Linked DNA regions of Mus musculus: all the other regions are linked to region 1. A link is a contact called in public promoter capture Hi-C data. All regions are on one chromosome and are shown on one strand. Each heading gives the region's core, a stretch centred on a gene start, on an enhancer-like site or on the middle of the called end of the contact. The rest is flanking DNA. Distances are from core to core; before and after follow the strand shown. Region 1 holds the start of Slu7 (SLU7 splicing factor homolog (S. cerevisiae)). Region 2 holds the start of Fndc9 (fibronectin type III domain containing 9). Region 3 has its middle 18 kb from the start of Lsm11.

Region 1 (3,274 bases), core at 575-3,074:
ATTCAACAAATATTTACTGAGTGTTATGCTAATCATCAAAAGAAAGAGCCTAACTCTGGGAGTTGAAGAATAAAAACAACACACGGGGCCCCGCACGCATGGACACAAGCACACACACAGCACTTACACTTTTACTGTCCCTTCTATTCCCTGTTCCTTTTATCCCCTCAACCTGTTATTTTCTCTTTGCATCTACTTCTGAATTAAACCACCAGCACACAAAAGTCTTGCTTTCAAAAATAAATCTATATACATTCCCACAGCTTCCACGTGAACATTGTCTAATTCCTTGAGAGGTTTTCTTCCCCTCTCACCAACAGGAAACATTGCTTTTCCCCAGTCCACTGCAAGTGTAAATAATATCACCATCCTGTCTTTAAAAGGACATGTTTTTCTGAGTGATGGTGTTCCCAGGCCAGCTTTGTGATCCCCACTTGTTACTGGGAAATAATGTACCTGGTTGGTAAACTTATAATAGAGTCCTCAGCTAATACAAGTCTCTCCTAATTTAGCTTTACAGAAAGCGTTCATCCAAAGATAATCCCTGCCTTCTTGGTCCCTCTCTCAAGCCTTGCGCTCTGAGTCCGCAGGACTCTGCTCTGCCTTTAGCTGCCTTGAAAAATCAAAATTATTTTTACATTCTTAACCCACTTCAAGTTCCTTTTTTAAAAAGTCTACTACTTTGGGCTGTTTGACTGAGGTGGTGGGGACGTTAGCTATAGTCCTGTATATCTGAAGAGCACTTCACGTAGGGGAAGTATAAATAACCACAAGACAGCATAAAGAAAAATGGCCAAGCAATGGCTCAGTAGTCAATACAGGTCATTCTTGCAGAAGCCCCCGGTTTGGTACTCATTCTGGTTCACAGACATATATCTGCATTTCCAGTCACAGATGATCTAACGCCAATGATGTGCAAACTCACACACAAAAAACATAAGGCTTTTTTTTTTTTTTTCCTGAGACAGGGTTTCTCTGTGTAGCCCTGGCTGTCCTGGAACTCACTCTGTAGACCAGGCTGGCCTCGAACTCAGAAATCTGCCTGCCTCTGCCTCCCAAGTGCTAGGATTAAAGGCATGTGACACCACTGCCTGGCATAAGGCTTTTTTTTTTTTTTTTTTTAAGAAAAATAAATTCACCAAAGTCGCCTATTTTCCAGGAGTTTGTTTTTTATGGGGATGTTTGTTTGTTTGTTTGTTTGAAAAAGGGTCTTCCTATGTCACTGGCCAGGACCTCAAAGATATGCCTATCTCTGCTAGGATTAAAGGTGTGTGCCATTACGCCGACCTTTGCAGCATTTTCAATAATCATTTTTGCTAAGATTCTGTGCTGTAGGCTGGCAAGATGGCTCAACAGGTAAGAGCACTCACTGACTGTTCTTCTGAAGGTCCTGAGTTCAAAACCCAGCAACCACATGGTGGCTCACAACCATCTGTAGTGGAATCTGATGCCCTCTTCTGGTGTGTCTGAAGAGAGCTACAGTGTACTTATATATCTTTGGGTGGGAGCAAGCAGAGACTGACTGGGCGAGCGGGGTTGACCGGAGCGAGCAGGGGTCCTAAAAAAATTCAATTCCCGACAACCACATGAAGGCTCACAACCATCTGTACAGCTATAGATTATCCATATACATAAATAAATCTTTAAAAAAAAAAAAAAAAAAAAAAAAAAAAAAGATTCTGTGCTGTTCCAGAAAGAAAGCTGCACTGCCATCACTTCGCCTTTCTGGGTCAAAAAAAAAAAAAAAAAAAAAAAAAAAAAAAAAAAAGAGCCAAGCGCTTGCAAATGCGCATGTGCCGATCTCCCGGAAGTTATCTCTGCGCAGCCGGAAGAAGGCAGGGAACCCGGAAGTAAACATTGCCGAGTCGCTTCGTTTCTGGCGGATGGTTTTGAGTGGTCTGCGGCGCGACTGGGTAAGTTGGGGTTCTGAGATTGAGCAGACGAACTGGGGACCTCGGGGAGCGGGTATCCCCTGCAGTGAGTCCTCGCGGTGATGAGCCGTCGTGGAACGGCGGACCCGGGTGGAGACTGTGGCCCAGGACGCAGGCGCCGCCCTCGCGTTCAGCCGGACCGAGGCTGACTCCTCAAGGAAAAGCCCTGGTCACTGTAAGCCGGACATCCTGAGCAGCCCGTACCGAAGCTGAGCCCTCTGTCCCCAAAAGAGTTCCTTTGAGGTTCAGTTTTTTCCGTTAGGTGGAGATGATCTTATTTTGTGAGGGTCAAATTAGAATGTCCGTATTGCATCAGTGAGTGGGAGCTGTTAAAGTTCTAACTCGGAGAGAGCCGGACCCTCTGCAGAGCAGTGGAACCTAATGACAAAACACTTCAGTCCCTCTTAATCTTGAATGTGACAGGCCTGCACTCCAGTGTCTGTGGTTTGTAACAGGGGTTGAAAGACCAACTAAAGTCAGGCTTGGGTTTGCGATCTGTCGTCTCTCACTAATGTCTTGTTATCTGAAGGTGTTAACCCCCCCCCCCCCGCCCCAAACTTGTTTCCTCACCATAAAATAGGGTGGTTGTAAAGATTTGGTGACGGTCTGCATGGTAAATTAAAGAAATGGTAACTGTTAAAATGAAGATGATTAAATCTGTGCTTCTAGTATATACTACCACGGATTTCTAACACTTCTGTTTTTATTTTTAAGTCTATTTTATTTTAATTATGTGTATAAGTAGGTAGGTGGGTTTGCCCTTGTAAGAACGTGTGTAGTCTTCTTGGAATCCCTGTAGCTGGAGTTAGGGACAGTTGTGAGCCACCTGACATAGATGCTGAGAACTGAGTTAGGGTTGTCTACAGGAGCAGTAGGTGAACCGTCTCACCTGCCCCATACACAGACCTCTATGGTGGCATATGCCTATAAAGCCAGAACTCGGGAGATGGAGGCAGACACAATTTCACAGGAAAGTCATGGAGTTTAAGGAATGCTGTGGATAAATACTTAGTGTTCTGGGTGTGGATGTCATGTACACAGTTGGTTGTGTAGATTTGAAGATCAAATGAAAAGTCTAGGGCAGAGAGATAGTATGGAACCCCAGTAGTGGGATACTGTTCCTCCTGAATCTTGGCAACTGGTATTGTTTAGAGTGGTGAGTGAGGCTCTTGCTGCTCTGTAAGGAATCAGCCTCTAAATAAACGTGTGCAAATAGATGAGCCTGCAGAGAAGTCGAGAACAGGAGAGGTGTTCACGGAAAACCAGTAACATGTTATAGAAGCCAAAGAATGAGAATCTCTGACAAAAGAAGGCATGGAATGGTCGGGAATGGAAATGAAGTC
Region 2 (3,274 bases), core at 444-2,943, 2.8 Mb after region 1:
ATCTGCACACATACACCAGAACACTACACACACACACACACACACACACACACAAATTTAGAACTCATCTCACCCTCCATTCAGACATGTCCAGGCTCTTGGACAGATGACAGTGAGATATTTTTGTAATGTTGAGGAGACCAGGAAGGAATTTGTTGGGATAAACAGAAAATTCAGGAGTCCTCAAAGGCAAGGCAGACTGGGTCCCATCTGCCCCAGGAACACTAAGCAGCTTCCATTTCTCGCGTCAGTTCCAGGTGACTGACTGACTGACTGGCTGACTGGCTGGCTGGCTGGCAAGCAGCCGTTCATTCATATGTCTGTGCTCAGAACTCCAAGGCTGAGTGTGAGCTCAGCCAGGAGGGGAGATGTGCTGTATTCCTAGAATGCTGTGACAGACTGGCACAAACATGGTGGCTCATAAGTGACAGGATGCTTTCTCACACAGTTCTGTGGACAGGAAGCCTGAAATCAGCACGTCTGCAGGACAGCTCCCCTGTCCCGTCCCCCCATCCCCATCCCCTATCCCCGCCCGCTGCTCATGGATCCATTGCTTCCACTCCTGCCTCTGCCTCCACATGGCCTCCTCTTGTGTGTGTGTCTCCATGGGTTCAAACGTTCATTCTCTTAGAAAGACTCCATAGAAGTGATCAAGGGTGATTTCATCTCGCGATCCTTAACTAATTAACACCCATGAAGGCTCTACTTCTAAAGCCATGCTCTAAAGTTCATGTTGAGGGACCACCAGTCCATGGGAGATAATGGTTGAGCAATCTTGACAAGGGTATTTGAAATGTTGGTACCCGTGTTTTGCCCCTGAGGTGTTCGAAGCTTTAGAGTTGAAGGAACTGGGATCCAGGCAATACAAGAATCTCGCCCAGAACCATCATGTAGAGGCACTGCAGGAAATGAGAGGAAGGAGGGGGAGAATTTCCAGGGGGGAAGTGGGACAGGAAAGGAGGGGACAAGTTCGCCACAGAACCGAAGGGCATCTTTGCATTTGAAACCACTATCCACAGATGGAGATGGAGTAAGACAATGATCACTGGTCAGCCTTCAAGATGGCTCAGCAGTAAACCCCTTACCTCAAGGAGCCTCAGGACCTGAGTTCAATCCCCAGAACCCACATAAAAATGCCAGACACGGGGGTGTGCCTTTGTACCTCAGAGCTTGCAAAGCTCACTGGCCAGCTGGCCTTAGCCTGCTGGGTGCAAATTCCAGGCTCATGAGAGACTTTGTCTCAAACAGAGAGTAGACGGTTCTGGAGAAATGACACTTAAGGGCTGCCTTCTGATCTCTACATAGGTATGACATGAACATGTGTACCTGAAGAGAGAGAGAGAGAGAGAGAGAGAGAGAGAGCGCCAACTACAGAGAAAATACACAAGCACTAGAAGAATGTGCTATCTTGGGGATCAACCTGCAAAATTTTTCAACCTGCTCGTTTCTTGCTGAAGGAACCAAAGCTCCTTTCACTGGCAAAAGCCTACTCAGACTGGTCCCTGAAAGCATTGTGCGTAGATGCCTGCTGGTTGCCATGGTGAATGATGCTGATCTGAAGAATGAATAATGTGAGCGTTGGGGGCGACAGTGGGATTACTCAGTGGTGAGTGAGAAACATCAAGGAGAGCCTGGTGCGGAGGAGGGAGAAGAGGGAGAAGCTCGTCACCTGGGATCCGGTCCGCTCCGGCTCAGAGGGGAGACGTCTATACCAGACACACTGCGAGCATCAGGTAAGAGGCATGGATGGCTGTCTTGGAAATAAAAATGGCTTTTCCTTTCACACTCTGCCTGGAGAGGGGCCAGGCTGTGGGGACTGGATAGCTAAAAATGGGAAGAGTTTAAAAACAGAAGACGGGGAGAAAAAAAAAAATAAATACGAAGAGATGGATTTGTCCCTGGAAGCTGGAGATGCTGTAGAAGCAGTCTCGGTGGAAGCTCTTAGAAACGTCTGCTGCAGGGAACCCAGGCTATAAGATGGCCAGCAGCAGGGGGGAGGCAAGCAGAAGGGGAGGTATGTGTACAAGGACAGGATGCCCGATCACCCCGATGGGAGGGCCTTACAGGGCGCCTGTGTATTAACAGGGTATGAATTCCGCCCACTTACGGAGGTTGGAAGTGTGTTTGTTGGGTATGTAGGTCCCTGGGTGGGGAGGTGGGCATACATCAAGAGACCCGAGGGAGAGTAAGTCCGTTTCCTTCTGAAAGCCATCTCTGGGAGGCTCTGTACACCCCTGCCTCATCTTTTGTATTTCCCATTTACTGGGTGCAAATTCCCAGCCACGTGGAGAGGAGGAAGCTGCTTTCTCAAGCATGTCACTGTCTTTAGAGATGGAAACCAAGGACTGAAAACTTACTTCACGCTGTTACGTTTTCCCCTGGCTCACCTAGCCTAACAACACAAGCCCAGAAACAGAAATCAGTTTGGCTTAATATTCACTTTGGGCTGAACGTGCCCGCTTGCCATTTCAATCTTCCGCAGCATCTGCACTTCTGGCTGGGGATGGGGAATGGAGAAGAAGGCAGAGGGAGACCGGAACATATAGAGCCTGGCAACGCTTGTCTAGATTTTTGATCAGGGGGGATTCAGAAGGAAAGCTTTCTCTCAATCGGAGAGAATGAAAGAAAACCCAAAAACCTTGATGCCTCTCCTTTACCAAAGCTGAAAGGCTTACAATCTGAACAGGGCTCATCTGCCATACAGCCAACCAGGGTACCTCATTTACCAATAATTTAATAATAATAATAATAATAATAAATAATCAACAATAATAATCTATTACTGAACTCAGGGGCTCTGCATTGAAATACAGTGGCTAAGTGGGTAAGTTCTCTCTCTTCCTGTGAGCTGATACTCCAGGCCGCTCATTAATAAGATGGGAATGGAGTCTGTTATTGTGGGAGAAGCCACCTGGCACAGCCTGGATCCAGCAACTGCCGATTTGCTGTGGTTCTCAACCCCTTTGGGGGCCAAACGACCATTGGAAAACACAAACATTTACATTACAAGTCATGACGGTAGCAAAATTACAGTTATGAAGTAGCAACAAAAGCAATTTTATGGTTGGAGGGTCACCATCACATGAAGTACTGTATTAAAGGGTTACAGCATTAGGAAAGTTGGGAACTAGTGGGTTAGACAGTCACAAAAGTCATAGTACTATTGCTACTTTTAGAAGTTATGGGGCAATTAGAAGTTAAGCTATCCTGGGAGCTGAGGACCTTGATCTGAGAAACTAATTTCTTGCACCTTGGGCTTTGACAAAACAAAACA
Region 3 (3,274 bases), core at 569-3,068, 2.5 Mb after region 1:
TAAAAGAAGCCTTGGGTTTGTTCCAACTTAATAGCTGCTCAAAAGTGACTTCCAGAAAGGCCTTTGGTGTGGAGATCCCTGCAAGGATAATCATTTTATCTGGCATGACTATGAAACTTTCAGGCCCCTGGTCCTGAGCGTCCCCACCGTGGCAAGTTGCTTTTAATTTAATTTATTTATTTTTGAAGCAAATGCTTCCTAATACAGTCTTTGCCGATGGCTTCTGATTCCTGTCCTGTGTTACACAGCACACGCCGACTCTACATCTACGTTTTACAACAGTGGCAAGCACAGGAGCTGTTTAGAGCTGGCTGGAAGATGAAGGCTTTATTCTGAATAATTACATGTGCTATACATGACCCGGGGCAGATTTCTCAATTTTCCTCTCTCGGCTCCTTTTTAAGTCAAAGTTAAAAAGCAAGCCAACTTAAAGGAAAACAACAGCTAAATAGATATGGGGCAAGAGGTGTGCTGGAGACCAAGGCAGAAACTCTGAAGTCGCCATGAGTTACCTGAGTGTGTGTTGAGGGTGGGGGCACATTGGGCCATGCAGTCACAGGAAAGATGATGTAAGCACTTGCTTGGATTTCTGACAGTGATGATAACTGGTGACAAGCCATCCTGGTGACCAGTTAGCTAATGTGTGAGCTGCTGCTTGCTGCCACCGGCGTGTACTTTCCACGTGACTCTAATTGGCCCACACAGGAGTGAATCTGTGACCCTTCCCTCATTAGCCACATGCTCAGACCAGCTGAGCTAGCTCTCACTGGGTCACTGGGGTCTCGTGTAGGAAATTACCATTCCAGTGCCCCATGGCCCTTTTGTAACCCCAACTAATGAATGTCCCATGGAGCCTAATGTCCTTCCTGGGGAAGCACGGGGCTCTACTCGCAGCATATGTGATCTTCTGAAGGTTTAACCCAGGAAGAGCCAATTGAGGGAGCACAGAGAATTTGGGGGAGCCAAGGAACACATGCATGCTGAGAGAAAGGAGGCCACGGTGCCAGTGTGGTGGATCTGGTCTCAAGGTAAAAAATGTAGAAAACTACAGAACATCACACAGCAAGTTCAAGTGTAAAGGGCACCAAGGGTGTGCTCTGTCGGCTTAGCAGGATACATCACCAACGCTTTAAGATTGATTTTTATTTATGTGTAAGAGTCTGTGTCGGCCATCGGATGCTCTGCAGCTGGAGGTAAAGATGCTTGTGAGGCACCGACACGGTTGCTGGGATCTAAGCTCTGTCCTCTGAGGGCCTGTAAGCACCTTAACCACTGAGCCATCTCTCCAGCCCCAACTGCCAGCTTTTAAAGATGAAAATGGTGTGTGCCTATTTTAGAGATGAGGAAACTGAAGTGATTCCTGAGAGCCAAAGACCCTCGCAGGAAATAAGTTCACTATGAAATACAGAGGATGGAGCTTTGCTGTAGCAGGCTGCCTCACTACAGGCCGGGAGCAATGGGCTAATCACAGGCAGGAACCTCCAAAATTAGGGGTAGGATAAACCTTTCTCTTTACAAGATATATATAAGCATTGATACCCGAAACCCCCGATCCCGTTGCTTGGCTGTTCCAATCTAACACAACAGGTTTCCTCTGTTCATTATAAATGCCCGTCTGACTCATGAACATGTCTGCATCCAGTTCTGGAGTGGTCACTCCACTCAGTAGCAACCATTGCCACACCTGGGCTTTCACAGGGCGCTGCAGACTGTATCTATCATTTCAATTGTTTCTGTATTGTTTCAATTGCGGGAGAAACAAGGGATTCCGTACAGCAGTGCAGGCACAGTCTCCTGCCAGCAGGGGGAGATAGTGACCGACACCCTGAAGTAAGGGATACTGGGAAACACTTCTCATTCTTTTCTAAGGTCATTTCCCTCCCTGACTGACAGCAGCTGCGCTGGCTGAGCTTAAGAATACAATCCACGACAACCCACATTGCCATGGGGTGGGTCGCAGCTGATTTTTTCCCTTGATGTCAAAGCTTCTACATATTTAAGTATGGATCGCTGCCTGAGACATGGGTCCTTCCAAGAGCTAGCGAAGCAGTTTTCTTTAACCCACTGCCACCTAGTGGCAACTGAGCAGACTGAGAAAGATACTTAGTTCTATCCAAGACTAGCCGGCAAGGATTCCACCCCCCCCTCCCCCCAGTTCTTTCTTATCCTACTCAGGAAAACCAAGGTAAAGATAGATATATTTACTTATGGGTTTTCCATACCCTGGATAATGAGGTATGAAACAAGGGAATCGTGGGCCTTGCCTCGTCCTCCCCTTTTGTGGTGGTTAGGCATTTACAAATGCAGTTGAGCCCAGGTTAACCTAGGTCTATTAGAACATGCCAAGTTAATGTGAGAAAGAATCAGGAGAGAAAGACAGAGAGACTGGGGGGGGGGGGAAGAAAGCGAGAGTGAGCCAGGGGTTTGCCCAGGCTAGACAAGCACTCTACCACCAAGCTATACTGTCCTTAGAGCTTTAGAGATTGGATCTAGCTATGTAGCCTAGGCTAGCTTCCGATTCCTGACTCTCTCCAGTGTGCTGAGATGGCAGATGCATGCCATGTCCAAACCAGAGTGACTTGCTTATTTGTCTGTCCTACTGGGTACCGAGAAAGCTCACAGGAGAGATTAAGTCACCGACGTGGCAAGCCCTCAGGCCACCCAGCTTGCTTTCATGCAGAGGGAAGCTGTGACTCGTTCACAGATATCTGGAAGCCTCTAAGGATAAGAATTAATGGTGACTTCACCAGATCATGAGGAGAATGGACTAATGCCAGTGAAGGCCAGGCAGAAGAAGTCCATAGGGCGATTAGTGCAGCTCAGAGTTGGGAGAACTCAAATTTAGGAGAACAAAGGTGCCTGGAGGATGGGACTCCAGAGATGTGCTTTGGTATCAAAAAGGCCCAAGATCACAACAGCAGGACTGCAATTAGCTAAAGCTTGTTTATTTATTTATGTGTCTGTGTGTGTGTGTGAGCACACACATTTGTGTGCATTTATGTCCATGCTTAGGGCACTAGATGTTCTCCTTCACCCTCCCCCTTTGATTTGAAGTGGGGTCACATCCCTGAGCCTGGCTAGAAGCCAGTAAGCGCCCTCGTCTCTGCTGCCCACCATGGTTTACACCTGGGGTTACAGGAATTGTGGGATGCCTGACTTGCTACCTGGTGCATGGATCTGAACTCCAATCCTTAGAACGGTGTAGCTCTTAGCTGTTGAGCCATTTCTCCAGCCCCTGCTTGTAATAATTTCACTTTCTAGATGTGTGTCTTCT

The links. Promoter capture Hi-C pulls out the DNA fragments that hold promoters and counts their contacts.
Region 2: a promoter capture Hi-C map of hippocampal neurons shows a contact between it and region 1, with 5 times the contacts expected there. The contact joins the promoter of Fndc9 here to the promoter of Slu7 in region 1. A contact is called at or near these places in 2 of 39 promoter capture datasets (hippocampal neurons and neutrophils) and 1 of 9 other capture datasets (adipose tissue).
Region 3: a contact with region 1 is called in a promoter capture Hi-C map of liver, with 4 times the contacts expected there. The contact joins the enhancer-like site here to the promoter of Slu7 in region 1. A contact is called at or near these places in 3 of 39 promoter capture datasets (embryonic stem cells and liver), 1 of 115 datasets of contacts at active chromatin or transcription factors (astrocytes) and 1 of 9 other capture datasets (liver).

The regions. Positions count from the first base shown.
Region 1 is chr11:43,431,907-43,435,180 of GRCm38.p6, forward strand. It overlaps Slu7 (SLU7 splicing factor homolog (S. cerevisiae)), which reads left to right and starts at 1,825. Exons shown (of 16, transcript NM_198936.1): 1 at 1,825-1,913.
Region 2 is chr11:46,233,864-46,237,137 of GRCm38.p6, forward strand. Fndc9 (fibronectin type III domain containing 9) reads left to right here and starts at 1,694. Exons shown (of 2, transcript NM_177075.4): 1 at 1,694-1,733. The region is part of intron 23 of Cyfip2 (cytoplasmic FMR1 interacting protein 2); the gene reads right to left.
Region 3 is chr11:45,924,928-45,928,201 of GRCm38.p6, forward strand. No RefSeq gene overlaps it. Among named protein-coding and RNA genes, the nearest start is that of Lsm11, 18 kb to the right of the region's middle. Within about 2 kb of position 1,819, at least 112 of the 459 cell types and tissues checked have an H3K27ac peak or open chromatin away from gene starts, as enhancers often do. A contact at or near this core is called in liver, where this site is marked.